Linked DNA regions of Rattus norvegicus: region 2 is linked to region 1. The links are chromatin contacts, called in public Hi-C maps. All regions are on one chromosome and are shown on one strand. The core of a region is the stretch at or near the end of the contact, and the rest is flanking DNA. Distances in the headings are between cores, read along the strand shown. Region 1 has its middle 12 kb from the start of Erich6. Region 2 holds the start of Siah2 (siah E3 ubiquitin protein ligase 2).

The links. Hi-C and Micro-C count contacts between places; a contact is called where the count stands out from the background.
Region 2: a contact with region 1 is called in a Hi-C map of liver, with 4 times the contacts expected there. The contact joins the promoter of Siah2 here to the enhancer-like site in region 1. A contact is called at or near these places in 3 of 12 Hi-C or Micro-C datasets (Schwann cells, kidney and liver).

Annotation. Positions count from the first base shown.
Region 1 is chr2:145,036,432-145,043,377 of GRCr8, reverse strand. No RefSeq gene overlaps it. Among named protein-coding and RNA genes, the nearest start is that of Erich6, 12 kb to the right of the region's middle. Within about 2 kb of position 3,532, at least 4 of the 93 cell types and tissues checked have an H3K27ac peak or open chromatin away from gene starts, as enhancers often do. A contact at or near this core is called in kidney and liver, where this site is marked.
Region 2 is chr2:145,079,138-145,086,083 of GRCr8, reverse strand. Siah2 (siah E3 ubiquitin protein ligase 2) reads left to right here and starts at 4,409. Exons shown (of 2, transcript NM_134457.2): 1 at 4,409-5,066. The coding sequence starts at 4,647. It overlaps LOC134485621 (a long non-coding RNA gene), which reads right to left. Exons shown (of 2, transcript XR_010063819.1): 2 at 6,596-6,946.

The sequences.
Region 1 (6,946 bases), core at 2,283-4,782:
GAGTGGAGTCCACAGAGTTTCAGGGTGGGGAGAGTGGAGGGAAGGAAGGAAGAGGGTGTGGTGGGCACGCAGATCTGGGTAGGTATGGGGGGTCAGGTGGTTAACCAATGTGGCCACCATGCATAGCTCAAGGGGAAGAAAGGCAGAAGAAATGAGGCACCTCCTGCAAGGTATCACGACTTGTGTTCCCGTCTCAACTTCGTCCCCAAACAATGCCAAGGTTTAGTTTCAAATTAGCAAATTGAGATTGGAACCAGTTGTGGTAGTCACATATTTAATCCCATCACTGGAGAGACAGAGGAGATCCCTGTGAATTTAAGACCTGCCTGTTCTACACGGCAAGTTCCAGACCAGCTAAGGCTGCATAGCGAGACTCCGTTTTGGGGGAAAAAAAGTAAAAAAGAATTAAGGTTGTTTTTGCAACCTGAATTACAGTTCCAGCTGTGCTCTGAAGGATGCAGAGAGACACAGTAGATCATTCAGGAAATGATAACACATTCAGGATGGACATGAATAATTTAAGTCTAGATTTGAGGGAAAATGAGAAGACATATTATAGAATCTCAGTGAATGATTAGGTTTGCAGCTAGAAGTCAGTCGGTGTCGGGGATGACTTTTTCACTTAGACAATTTCTAGGTTCTCTTCCCCAGCACTGGGGAAGTTGGGAATGGGAGACATTGTAAGTGACAAAGAGCTCAGTCTCTGCTCCCAGATCCTTTGGGCTCCACTGTAGCTCCTCCTGCTGTACCTGTGAGGGGATTTTCTTATTATTATTGTATTTATTTATCTATTTATTCTTTTCACATGTATATACGTGTACAGGTGAATGGAGATCAGAGGACAACTTGTGGAAGCCAGTTCTCTCCTTCCCGTAGGTGGGTTCCAGAGATCCAAGTCAGGTTGTCAGGACCTTGGAACAAAAACACCTTATCTGCTGAACCACCCAGGCTCATGTAGTTTTGAGTGGGATGCTTGAGCTCTCTGTGTCTCAGTTGCCTCATCTGTAAGATGAAGAAAAATGAAGTCAGAAGGCTAAATAATAGAGTGCACAGAAAGGCCGAATTTTGGATAGAATCACTTTACAGAATAGAGAGAAAGTAGTGCCCATGTTATATAAGCTGCCTAGTGTGTTTCTCTTTGTTACTGCATCCCAGAAGAACTGAGACAGAGATGTTAGTGACTGTGGACTCTTCCTGTAACTAAAGTAACAACAGTAGTAAATGTATACATACCAAAGTGAAGTATGAGAAAGCTCCCAGCCCGGCCTATAATAGCCCTCGAATTGAAGATGACCAAATACTCATGAACAGAAGAACTGGTGAGTAGTGATAGTCACACAAGGAATGCTTGGGGCTGGGGAGGTGGCTTGGTGGTTAAGGACACTGCTCTTATAGAGGGCCTGGGATTGAATCTTAGCTCCCACACCCAAAACAAGCTGAAATTCCACGTGTGGCTTTCTCCACATACAGACATGCATGGAAGCAAAAAATTAAACAAACAAACATCGTAGCAGCAAAATAAAAAATATATCTTAAGGGAAAACAATGAGATGAACTCTTTGTTCTTGTCCTAATGAGTAAACTCTACATTCATTGTACTCTCCTCATCAGGGGCTGGAGAAATGGCTCAATGTTTAGGAGCACTGGTTGCTCTTCCAGAGGTCCTGGGTTTGATTCCCCATGGAACCCATATAGATGTTCATAACTTTCTGTAGCTCCAGTTCCACGGATCAGAAGCCCTCTACTGGCCTCCACAGCCCCAGGCACACATATGATGTGCATGCCTACATGCAGAAAAAAATCTACACATAAAATAAAAATAAATATATCTTATTAGTTAATATATAAAATCCCAATCAAAATGTTCTGAGAGCTATAAAATAGCATGTGGCATATAGATTTGGGCACTAAAGAGAAGAGATTTGTTGCAAGGGATGTTTAAACGAGAGCTTTGCATTCCTTTCCAGAATATCCCAATGGAATCAGCAGAGGAGTGAAACTGGGAGTTCAGTTGGCCAAGCGTGATGGGTTATGCCCTTTTCATTAGTTACTTTCTGTCGCTGTGATAAAACGACATGACCAAAGCAACTTATACAAAGAAGATGTCTTTCTTTTTCTTTTTTTTTTTTCTTTTTTTCCCAGAGCTGGGGACCGAACCCCAGCTTCCTAGGTAAGCGCTCTACCACTGAGCTAAATCCCCAGCCCCCAAAGAAGATGTCTTAACTGGGGTCTCTATTGCTGGGAAGAGGCCCCATGGCCACGGCAACCCTCATAAAGGAAAACGTTTAGTTGGGGCTGGCTTACAATTCAGAGGTTGAATCCATTATTGTCATGGCGGGAAACATGGCAGCCTACAGGCAGACATGGTGCTGGAGAGGGAGCTGAGAGTTCTATATTCCCATCGACAAGCAACAGGAAGAGACTAAAATGGGAGGCTTTGTTTGAGCTTCTGAAGCGTCAAAGCCCCACCACCACTACCACCACCACTGATACAACTCCTCCAAGACCACACCTATTTCCACAAGACCATACCTCCCAAGAGTGACAGTCCCTGCAAGGCTATTTTCACTCAAACTACCACAGAAGGAAAATCTAGATCCAGGGAAGTGCACCTGTGCTTTCTATCTGAGATATATATGGATTTTTAAAATGGCAACTGAGGATCTATACAAAATCTCTTATAATTTTGAGTGGGCTTAGAACAGAAAATGAGAGTGAACTCCAATCAAGAGTGGGAAAGAGGGGTTGGGGATTTAGCTCAGTGGTAGAGTGCCTGCCTAGCAAGCGCAAGGCCCTGGGTTCGGTCCCCAGCTCCGGAAAAAAAAAAGAAAGAAAGAAAAGAAACAGTTGAAGCTTTGTTTCAGCTTCAAATCACAGCAATCACCCAAACAGAGCTGGGTGATCATATATTATTTCTTATTTCAAGTATGCCCGCGTGCCTTCCTAGGAAAGTATAAGTCTCTCCAAAGGAAGATTATATAATCCCCAACCTCTGACTGCCACCAGAAGCAGGGAATGCAGCTAACGGTAGCCTATAGTGTGGCTTGACAAGCCTGGAGTCCGGTAAGGCTGCTACTTGGGTACAGCTAATCTTCCCAGTAACAAACCTCAAGATTGTTTGGAATGGATCAAACTTAGAAAATTTATTGATAAAGCAGAAAGACAAGACCTATATGAAGAAAGCCATGTGTGGATGTTAGAAGACAATGGATTGAGTGTCCCAGCAGGAGCAAGCTGCATGCTTGGGGGCTTTAATAGTATCTGAACTAAGTTGAGGTTTTAGGAAAAGTGTTTTTCTTATTCTCAGTTTTAGCCTTGAAGAAAGACTTTTACGCTCACCGTCTCAGGGTGGAGAAGGGAGTCCTAGTGGACATAAATCACTCAAAGGGGTTTTAGTGATAAATAGGTGGCCAGTAGGTTAAGCAGAAAGCATAGCTGACAAATCATTCACAGCCTCAGTTGGGGAGTTTGTCTGAACCGGGGATACAGATAACCTTGTCAGTTATGTCGAAATTCCTGGGTGTCAACCAGGGAGAGGTCAAAATCAGACAAGGAGAGGGAGAACCATTTCCATTCAGGTGTCCCTTCTGTTTCTTCATTATGGTGCCCTGAAATAGTCATAATTTTATTTCAGTAACATCTGGTGTATAAGACAAATAATCAAGTATGCAAAGAGATATGGCTACGCAAACAAAGACAATGGAAAGAGACCTAGAGAATTCGAGACACTGGAGACACATAGACACAGACTTAAGGTTTGTTGCTACATAACAAACTTTCCCATTTTTCCATAGTTGAGCTCAGATGTTCTGATGATTAGCTGGCTCATCCCCGTGGCTAGCTGGTGTGCACTGAACATCTGTCTCCTTTTCACTCAGCTGGGTGACACGCTGTTCAGTTGAAGGACCCTCAGCTGCAATCGTCTGCCTCTGCTCCACATGGACTAACCCCACAGGGATCAGTCCAGCCTCTGGCACCTGCTGTTCATGGGTAAGACTCCCTTTGCACGGGTGCTGTCCAGCTTCTCTTTGGCATTTGCTAATGCACTTTCACCAAGGCAGATCCAAAGAGCAGAAAAGTGGGAGGCGGGGAGGACAAAGTTCTATCACAACGGAGTGTACCAAAGGGGGGAGAGGCATTTGTGAACCTTGCACCAGACCGCCCAAGGGCTTGCCCAGAGCACTTGGAAACCTCTAGGGCTGTCTCTCCTAGAAACTCTGGTTAGAGTGACAAGTAGCTCCAGATGCAGTACACCCTATTTAAAAGGGAGAGCTGGTCCCACCAGTGCCCCGCCATGGAAGGTGACTGGGATTCTAGGACTGTGGGGCAGTGCACTGACTCATCAGCCAAGACAGCCACAATGACAAAATAAAAGGTTAACTGCTCTGACCTGGTGAGCACAGTTTCACTTACCAACCAGGGGAATGGGGCCATCCTATGTGGAAGTCTCAGAATGGCAGTCTATGTGGATAGCTTTGCTTGTGAAGGTGTGTGTTTCATCAAAAAACAAGAACTGATATATATCACACACACACACACACACACACACACATGTATATATATATATATATATATATGATATATATCATAGATATCAATAATGAGGCAGCTTACACTACCGGCATATGTGTGTGTGCGTGCACACAATCATTATGTATCATTAGAACTTGCCTTAACATGTACAAAATTTGTCAAGTTATAGACCCATAAATTGTATACATCTCTACATACGTAAGTTACATTTTTAAAAAATATCTTCTGGGTTGATCATAAGTGGTCCAAGGACACACAGAACATGATTTTGTGAAGGTGACATGACCATAGAAACCAAGGAACTTAAATTCTAGTTCCTATGCTGCAGCTAGTTCATGGATGAGAAGAACTGTCAGGCTCTGAGTCCTGCTCATTCAGCTGTGAAATATGGGGTTATGCTAAGTTTGACCTAAAAACACTGCTTAATCTTGCTGTGATCTATCTGATTTGATGAGCTACTACCAGGGCCACTGACATAGGCAAAAGAGTGAGATATATTCACTTCCTATCCTCGTGGCACCCACAACGTAGAAACAACACAGCAAGACAAACGTATAAACACTCAGACACTACAGATGATCTGTGCTCTCTGACAGGAATAACAGCAAGAAATGGTCTTGGGGATGTATCCTGGAAATCACAAAAGACAAATAGGTGTTAGGTGGGCAAGGCACAGAGAGAGCGGCATACATAAGGACGGGTATTTAAGATGGACTGGCTGGTTTCAAGAAGACAAGACCTCCACAGGACCTGAACACAGAACTAGATAAGAGACTTAAGGAGCGTGGCCCATGTATGGTCCTAGTTCTCACTGACCCATTCACACACACACACACATCACTGACCCATTCACACATATATACACACCACTGACCCACTCACACATATATACACACCACTGACTCACTCACACATACATACACATCACTGACTCACACACACACACACACACATCACTGACCCACTCACACATACATACACACCACTGACCCACTCACACACACACACACACACACACACATCACTGACCCACTCACACATATATACACACCACTGACCCACTCACACATACATACACACCACTGACCCACTCACACATACATACACACCACTGACCCACTCACACATACATACACACCACTGACTCACTCACACATACATACACACCACTGACTCACTCACACATACATACACACCACTGACCCACTCACACATACACACCACTGACCCACTCACACATACACACCACTGACCCACTCACATATAAATACACGCCACTGACCCACTCACACATATATACACACCACTGACCCACTCACACATACACATCAACAATGGGGCAGTAAAGATGTTTACACCCCTCATACTCCTGAAACACACATACTGTGCTGTGTCCAGTTTTAGCCTCATCATTAAACTCACCCTACGGTATAACGCAAGCTTGTAAAATTCCAGCACGCTACTTTTGAATGCCAGGGCCTGTTGCACTATCAACAATTAGAACAAAGAAGGGAAGTAAGCTGCCATGACATACATATCTGAAATGCTGACACTCAGAAGAATGAGGTGGGAGGGTTGGGAGTTCAAGACCAGCTTCACTTACAAAGTGAGGCTCTGTCTCCAAAAAGTAAATTTGAATCATTTACATAAAAAGAGTGAAAATAAAAGGTATGCCCAGAAAACAATAAAATCCTGTTTATATTACACTATCATAGATGCTATGCCCTGAAGTCTTCTCATAACATAACAGTCCCCTGATACCAGTCCTTAACTAAATTGTTCATTTTCAAGAAACTTGGCAGAGTTCACTGGGAAAGAGCTTGTGACCACATTGCTACTTTTCTCTCATCTATAAATACTCTCAGGTCCTCATTCCCTACGGCTATTAAACCTCTTTGCTTTACCAAACTACTACTTATGTTTCTTATTACAGGGAGGTTGTATAACAAGACACCTGCATGAATGGTCTCCATCCTGTTGTCTGCTCACTGTGTGTCCAGAGACAACCAAAACCATACATTGAAGATTTTATGTTTACTGTGCTAAGGGTTCTTTATACACAGTCCTGCTTCCTAATGTGACTCTATTACTCCTAAGGAAATGGTTGGTATTAAATGATATCTTCATTATTAGGCTCTGGTCTGACAGGATTGCCTCTTACCTGAAACCCCTCAATCATGGATTCTCAGCCTCTAGTACTGGGAGAAAAAAAAATGTTCTTGAAGCCCCTATTTTATGGCGCTCTGTGGGCCCACATCCCACAGGGTGTGGAAAGGTCGGGGTGTTTGGATTGCTTTTACCCTGTGCCAACGCTGTTAGGTGCTGGGCTCCAGTGAAGCACAGATATACCACTCAAGGGGGTAAGAAAATGCAGCCTAGAATGTGGGAGGCCAAAGCTGGGGTTCCCTGACTC
Region 2 (6,946 bases), core at 3,160-5,659, 42 kb before region 1:
CTCCAAGCCCATCTTGGGGTCCTGACAGGAGGTTTAGGTTTAAGTAAAGGATCAGAGGAATGCTTAACTAAGTAGTTGCTGTCCAGGTGTGACTCTGCCTGTCGCTGGCCCATGACTGTCTCAGCTTCAGCCTCTCCTGAAGGGTGATCTGACAAGGTGTCCCAATTGTGTGAAAGTTTCCGGTTTCTTTGGCTGGCACCAGGCTCCAGCTCTCTTTATACAGTGTGGGAGTCGCAGGAAAATTCTAACTTCTTGGAGGCTATGGTCTTGAAAGCCAACAGGAGAGACACAAACTCAAATACCCCTATTCCTACCAGGCCAGTTACAGACTTGCTCTGAGAATTCAAGGCAAGGATCATTCAGTACATCCCCAACTTTAAAAGGGAGTCGTGAGGACTGCACAGTTGGCTGAGTGATCCAGAGCACTGGCTGCTCTTCCAGGGGACCTGGGTTTTGCTTCCAGCAGCCACGTGGCTACTCTCAAGCCTCGGTAACCCCAGTTCCAGGCCATCTATACTCTCCTCTTCTGGTATCAGCTACACACGGACATATATACAAGCAAAAAACGCCTACGCAAATAAAAAAAAGTGTGTTTCCTTTTAATCGTAAATAAAAGCACAGAGCAGGGGGTGTGTAAAGAGAGCCATCTGCTTGACAGGCCATCTAAAATTCAGTAGGTGGGCAGGAAGAGGTTAACCTCTCATCCAGATGTGGAAAATGAGTCATGAATCAAGAGATTACAAAAGGGCTCACCCCATCTCCCTGAAGCCCAAAAGTCACCCATTAAGCCTGAGCCCAGGAACACCAACATTCCCCAGGGCGAATAAATCTCAAAAGAAGTCAATTCTTCACACAGTGTACATCTGAACACTCACTAAGTAGAGGCTTTGAGCTAAATGTTCTCTGAGTAAGAGAGTAGTTCAGGCTCACAAAGTGGAAAGGCCACCTCTCTTGTCCAAGCCCCTTAGGGAGGAGCCGTGAGGCTGGAAAGCCCAGTCTAGCAGCATGGGAGGTTACTGATATGCCACCAGGCCTGTCCTCTTTACTGTCAGCAACTGCCCAGGTACTTCTCATCTGCTCTTGTTTTTAACTACCCTGGTCGATTTAATCAGGAGTGAGTGCTTTAGAAGAAAACGATTCTCTATACCAGGTGATTCATCTACCAGGGTAAGAGTTGTAGTTTTAGTAACCAAGTTCTCTTATCGAAGAATTGTTTTTCCTGGGTTTTTTTGTTTGTTTGTTTGTTTGTTTTGGTTTTGGTTTTAAGGCTTTCTTTTTTCAACAGCCTCTGAAGCCATACTTCATTTTGAAATAACAGGGCCTGACAGAACTTGTTAATAGAGCCAAGGCAAAGACCCCACTTCTGGAGCAAACATTATCACATTCTGAAAATGGGGAGTCTCTGACAGAGGTCAGAGGTCAGACTCAAGGGAATGCAGTCTGTCATAAATTCCAACTGCTAGGGTTGTAACTTGATTGGAATATATATATATATATATATATATATATATATATATATATATATATATATATATTTCAATAAAGATGAGACTGTGGGTGCTTTTATATCCTACCATTTTCTTGTGCCCAACAGAGGTGACCATGAAATAAACAGAATACCACCTTTCCTTTTCAGACCAGCTAAGAATCAACGATGACTGCCAGCACTTCATTACGGTCCCTGGAGCTGCTTTCGGACTCTAGTGAGTGGGTTGATCACCTCATCTTAGCAAAGTAGGAGTCAGATAAGGGCTCTGGAGCAGGTTCCAGCCTTCTCAGCTCTACGACTCTGAGCAAACTAAACTCCCTACGTCCATGTTTCCTTGACTAGAACCTCAGTTATCCACCCTATGAGGTGCCTGAAAGTCTAAAAACCCATTTACTGTGTGGGCACTCAGTAATTATTTAGTCTCCCTAGCACCAATCTAACGGGTTCAAGTTCAGTATGTCACAGGGCTGAAAACAATTCCTCAGTGACTCCTGAATCCGGAGGCAGATGCCTTATTCTCTTCATTTAGTGGCTGTTCATCTGCTAGTTACATACACAGCTAGTGTAACACTCCTGCTACACACACCCAGCCCCAGTCCATCTGTAATACCCTCACCTTTCACATCATCTTTCCACCCACGAACCCACTGTCTTCTTTTCCTTTTGGCATTCCTGGGAATTGAACCTAAGACCTTGCATAAGGCAGACAGGCACCATACCACTAAGCTACACTCCTAGCCTTTCAACTGGGGACAGTATTGCTAAGTCGTTTATGCTGGCCTTGAAGCCACTCGGTAACTCAGGTAGCCCTTGAATTTGGCATTCTTCCAACCCCAAGATGCTGGGTTTATAGTCCTGCAGCCTGGGTACTTCCCAAACCTCTGAAGCCCTTTTCCCTAAATGGTTTATCACTTCTGCTTCCTTCCTAAAATGTAAACCGAGTATCATTCTCAGAGCTTGAGCAGTGGCTGGCATATGCAAATGCTAGGGAATTTTTGCAGGCTACTAAATAGCACTTATACCTGGTAAGGTCTCTGCAGCTTTAGATAACCCATTCACTCATGAAGTCTTTCTAGATTCTTTATAAAAATTTAACTTTTTCTTTTGAGTGGCATGTATCATGGACAGATTCTAGTCACTGACTCTCACTAATAATGAATATTCACTGTATTTTTTTAATCTACGGCTATCATTTACAAGGTGGTTATGGTGGATAATGTTCTACAAGAATAGCATATAGGAAACCCGATGGAATTGTTTAAATTCACTTTTACAGGATAGGAGATTGGAGCCAAGAAGATGGCTTAGAGGGTAGGGGTGCCTGCCATCAAGCCAGCCAACTTGAGAAAGCAGACTCCCACAAACCTGTCCTCTGACCTCCACCTGTGTAAACAGACAGTCCTACAAACTAAATCAGAAGATTAAAAGAATTTTGCTGAAAGTCACAGGGCACTGTTTCACCCTGTCCTGACTAATCTGTTTTACCTACAAAGAGTAAAGCTTTACCAATTTCAGTGTCATCAGTTCAAGCACAAAACTTTTGTCCAAGCAGGATATATCCATTATATCAAAATACGGCTTGCTCCAAGCTCTCTGGCTCCTCTCTGACCTCGATGGGTTCTGAATGGTGACTGCCTGGAGACTAGGGGAACCCTTGTAGAATTCTCTTGTTGCTTGATCGGAAGGTGGGGTGTAGATGCCCCCTGCCCCACCCCAACACCCCCTTAAGGTTTAATTTTTATTTATGGGCATGTGTGTATACGATGTATACTGGTGCCAAACGGCATCAGATCCCCTGGAGCTGAGGTTATGGGCGATTGTAGGTTCTGGAAACCAAAGTTTGGTCCTCTAAGAATAGTACGTTGAGGCATCTCTCCAGCCCCTGTAGGTGCCCTTTATTCTACACCTCTAAGTCTACATCTTACTTTACACCTCTGAGACAGTCCACATGTCGGGGTGTATAAAGAAGACTCAGGAGGAATCCAGCACCAATCCTGTCAAGCTGAGGAGGGTTGGTAACAGGTACGTTGAACTCACAATCCTTTACCTTCCTCTTAAAGCCCCAGGTAAGCTTCAAAGCCTAAGGCTTGGACCAGGACTAGATATTAAGGACTCAGATAGTAGAGGGTCTCCTGTCATTTTGGGCCTCACAAACCCAACCCACGTGTATGGTATTCCTTGGAGATTTTAATTCTCCACCGAGCCAGAGATCTCCAAGAGGTCCGGGTTCTCTTGGACCGGAGGCGGCCAAATAATTCCAAGAAGCTTTCGCCAGTGGGCTTTTGAAGGAAAACCGCGGGTTTACCTCCTAGCCTTAAGGGCAGGACCACTGGAGAGTCTACCCTCATACCTAACTGCCCGGCCACACCCGAGGCCTTCGCGCGGCTCCCGCCCGACTCCGGGTCCCGCCCCCGCGTGTCAAGCTACGGGCTGAGCAGCAAGATCGCAAGCTTCTCCGGCGCGTCAATGACTCAACCCTAAAAGAAACGTGGGGATTCCGAGCCCCGCCCCTGCCCCGCCCCACCCCTGGCGCACTCGCGCGCCGTCCACGCCCACGCCGGGCCAGCAGTTGCCCTTCTGGCTGGAGTCCTGTGCGCGTCGGTGTAGGTCCCCTGGGAAGAGTCGGAAGACTTGGGCTGCGTCCTCTCCCTGCGCTGCCGGCTGGCTTCCGCCACCGCCGAGAAGCGACCCCGCGCGGCGGCGACCGACCGAGTCAAGTGTTCCCAGCGGGAAACCGCTCCGGCGCTGCCAGCTGGGCCGGGCGGAGCTGCGCGGGCCGCAGGGTGGCTCTGCCAGTCCCAGAGTGCCGGGTCGGCCGCACACGTGTCTTAGCGTCACGTCCGCGCGCGCCCCCGGGGCTTGCGTCAGCTGCGGCTCCTGAAGCGGGTGGGCCAGGGCTTTGCGCACCAGAACGCCTCCGGAGGAGGGCACCGCACGGCCGCGATCCCCGAGAGCGTCGACCACTCCGGGCGCCGCCGAGAGGATCGGCGCGGTCGCGTCCCCGCCCTCCCGGTGCTGGTCGGGTCCGCGCCCGGTCCCCGGACTGGGCGCCGTGGCGTTACCCCGGAGCCCGCCACCCGCGGGGCGCGCACCGCCTTAACCCGGGCGGCCCCGCGGCAGGCAGAAGCCCGCAGGTCCATGGTGGGCTCGGAGCGCGATGAGCCGCCCGTCCTCCACCGGCCCCAGCGCTAACAAACCCTGCAGCAAGCAGCCGCCGCCGCCTCAGACCCCGCACGCCCCGTCCCCGGCTGCGCCCCCGGCTGCCGCCACCATCTCGGCTGCGGGCCCCGGCTCGTCCGCGGTGCCCGCCGCGGCAGCGGTGATCTCAGGCCCCGGCGCCGGCGGCGGGGCCGGCCCAGTGTCCCCGCAGCACCACGAGCTGACCTCGCTCTTCGAGTGCCCGGTCTGTTTTGACTATGTCCTGCCCCCCATTCTGCAGTGCCAGGCCGGGCACCTGGTGTGTAACCAATGCCGCCAGAAGTTGAGCTGCTGCCCGACGTGCAGGGGCGCCCTAACGCCCAGCATCAGGAACCTGGCTATGGAGAAGGTCGCCTCGGCAGTTCTGTTTCCCTGTAAGGTAAGTCCAACCACCATCCGCAAATCTGCCAAGGAACCTTCCAGAGTTCCAGTGCCCTCCAGCGCACTTGAAGGCCCTGAGAAGCGAATGGCATATCACTGCTTTCCTTCTTTCTGTCTCCTTCTCCATGTGTCTGTCTCTCTAACACTCTCTCTCTCTCTCTCTCTCTCTCTCTCTCTCTCTCTCTCTCTCTCTGTGTGTGTGTGTGTGTGTGTGTGTGTGTGGGTGTGTGTGCCTATTGTTAACCGCCCACCTGTCCATTTTGGGAACTAGCAACTAGGGTTGATGTTTGCCAGAGCACTGACTGTAGATTAAGTTGGCACTTGCTGCGGGTTAGAAGCATCCCAGCTCTTTCAACCGAGTGCCGCCGCGTCCCCTGCAGGGGTGTGCTCTGTAAGGCTGGACAGCTTAACTAAAACTGGGAAGCTGACCGTGTAGATTGTGGAGGAAGGACACGGACGGTTTCCAGCAACAAGCATGGTTAGGAATGGACCCAGTGCCCAAGATCTGGGAGCTCTCTTGAGAGTGCGCTTACACAGGGGAAGCGGATACTGCCTGCTTCACTCGAGTGCGGAAAAAATCCTGCAAGCCACGCCTTCTCGCAGCCTCCCAGACTTGGGGAGAACTCTGAAATTGTGGCTGCTGTTTGGGGTTTGGTTTGGTTTGGTCTGGTTGTTGTTTATTACCTAAGCGCGACCACGAGGACTCATCGAGGACACTCAAGAGCTTTGTTAGTTCTCTTCAGTGCCAGCATTTTATTTAAAGAGTTACCTGTGCTCCTGGGGAGTAGGGAGGAGAAGCAAACCACAAGCCAAAGTGCAAGCTCTCATTCCCTTGTTCCACCTGTTCGTTTAGAGCCTACATTTACACCCGCACAGCTAAATTAATAGAATCGTTAATGTCTGCCTCTGAAAGCTTTTTTAAAAGTACCCACAGAGATAATGTTTTTTCCCTTTTACAACCAGCTTTACAAATTAATATCCTCACCTGTTTCATGTCTGAAACTTGACTTGATCTTCTGTATTTTAAATGATAGGTTACATTTGTGTGGTTATACTGTTGCCAGTACTGAAGCCCTTAAAAAAAAAAAGCCTTACAACCTCATTTATATGCCTCTCTCTAATCTAGACCTCTACCAACGAGTTCATTTTCTAAAGTTGTAGGTGGGAATAATGTTAATATTTCTGAGATTTTTTTTTAATGAAAGTAATTGTTCTACCTGAGACAGTTTAAGTTGTCTTGCATTATCTCCTCAGTGGTGATTAGTTTTTAGGGCAAGATCTGTTTTAAACTAAAAATAGCTCACTGGAGATTTTCATTTTAGACTTCCGAGTCAAATCAGTAAAATGAGTGAGTTACTTTGGTCTTCTGCCCAACTACAAGCACAGTTAAAGTAGCTTATTTGAATAAGGGTTTGAATGAGGGTTTAGGCTATAGGGTCACCTTATTAAATTGCTTGCCTTTAGCCTCACACCCGGTACTGCTTATTAATTCACTCAGTGCAGCATCTGTGCAATTTGAATTAAATATTTTCATGCCTCCTCCTTTTATTGAAAGTAGATTTTTTCCCCTCCTATAATACAACCTGGTTACAGTCGGTCTGCCCCCCTTGCTCCTCCCAGTTCCTTCCCACCTCCCCTCCCATCCAGATCCACTCCCTCTCTGTCTCTCATTAAAAAAGAACAAGCATCTAAGGGATGATAAAAATAACATAAAGACCAGGAAAAGGCACAAGGAGTCAAAGACCCCCTTGTTCTCACATTCTGGAAGTCATAATTTATACCCAGAGGACCCTTGCAGAGGTCCTTCAGGCCCTGTGCAGGCTGTGTGTCAGGGTCTGTTCTCCATCACTGTGGGTCACTCAGGATGAACTCTTTCTA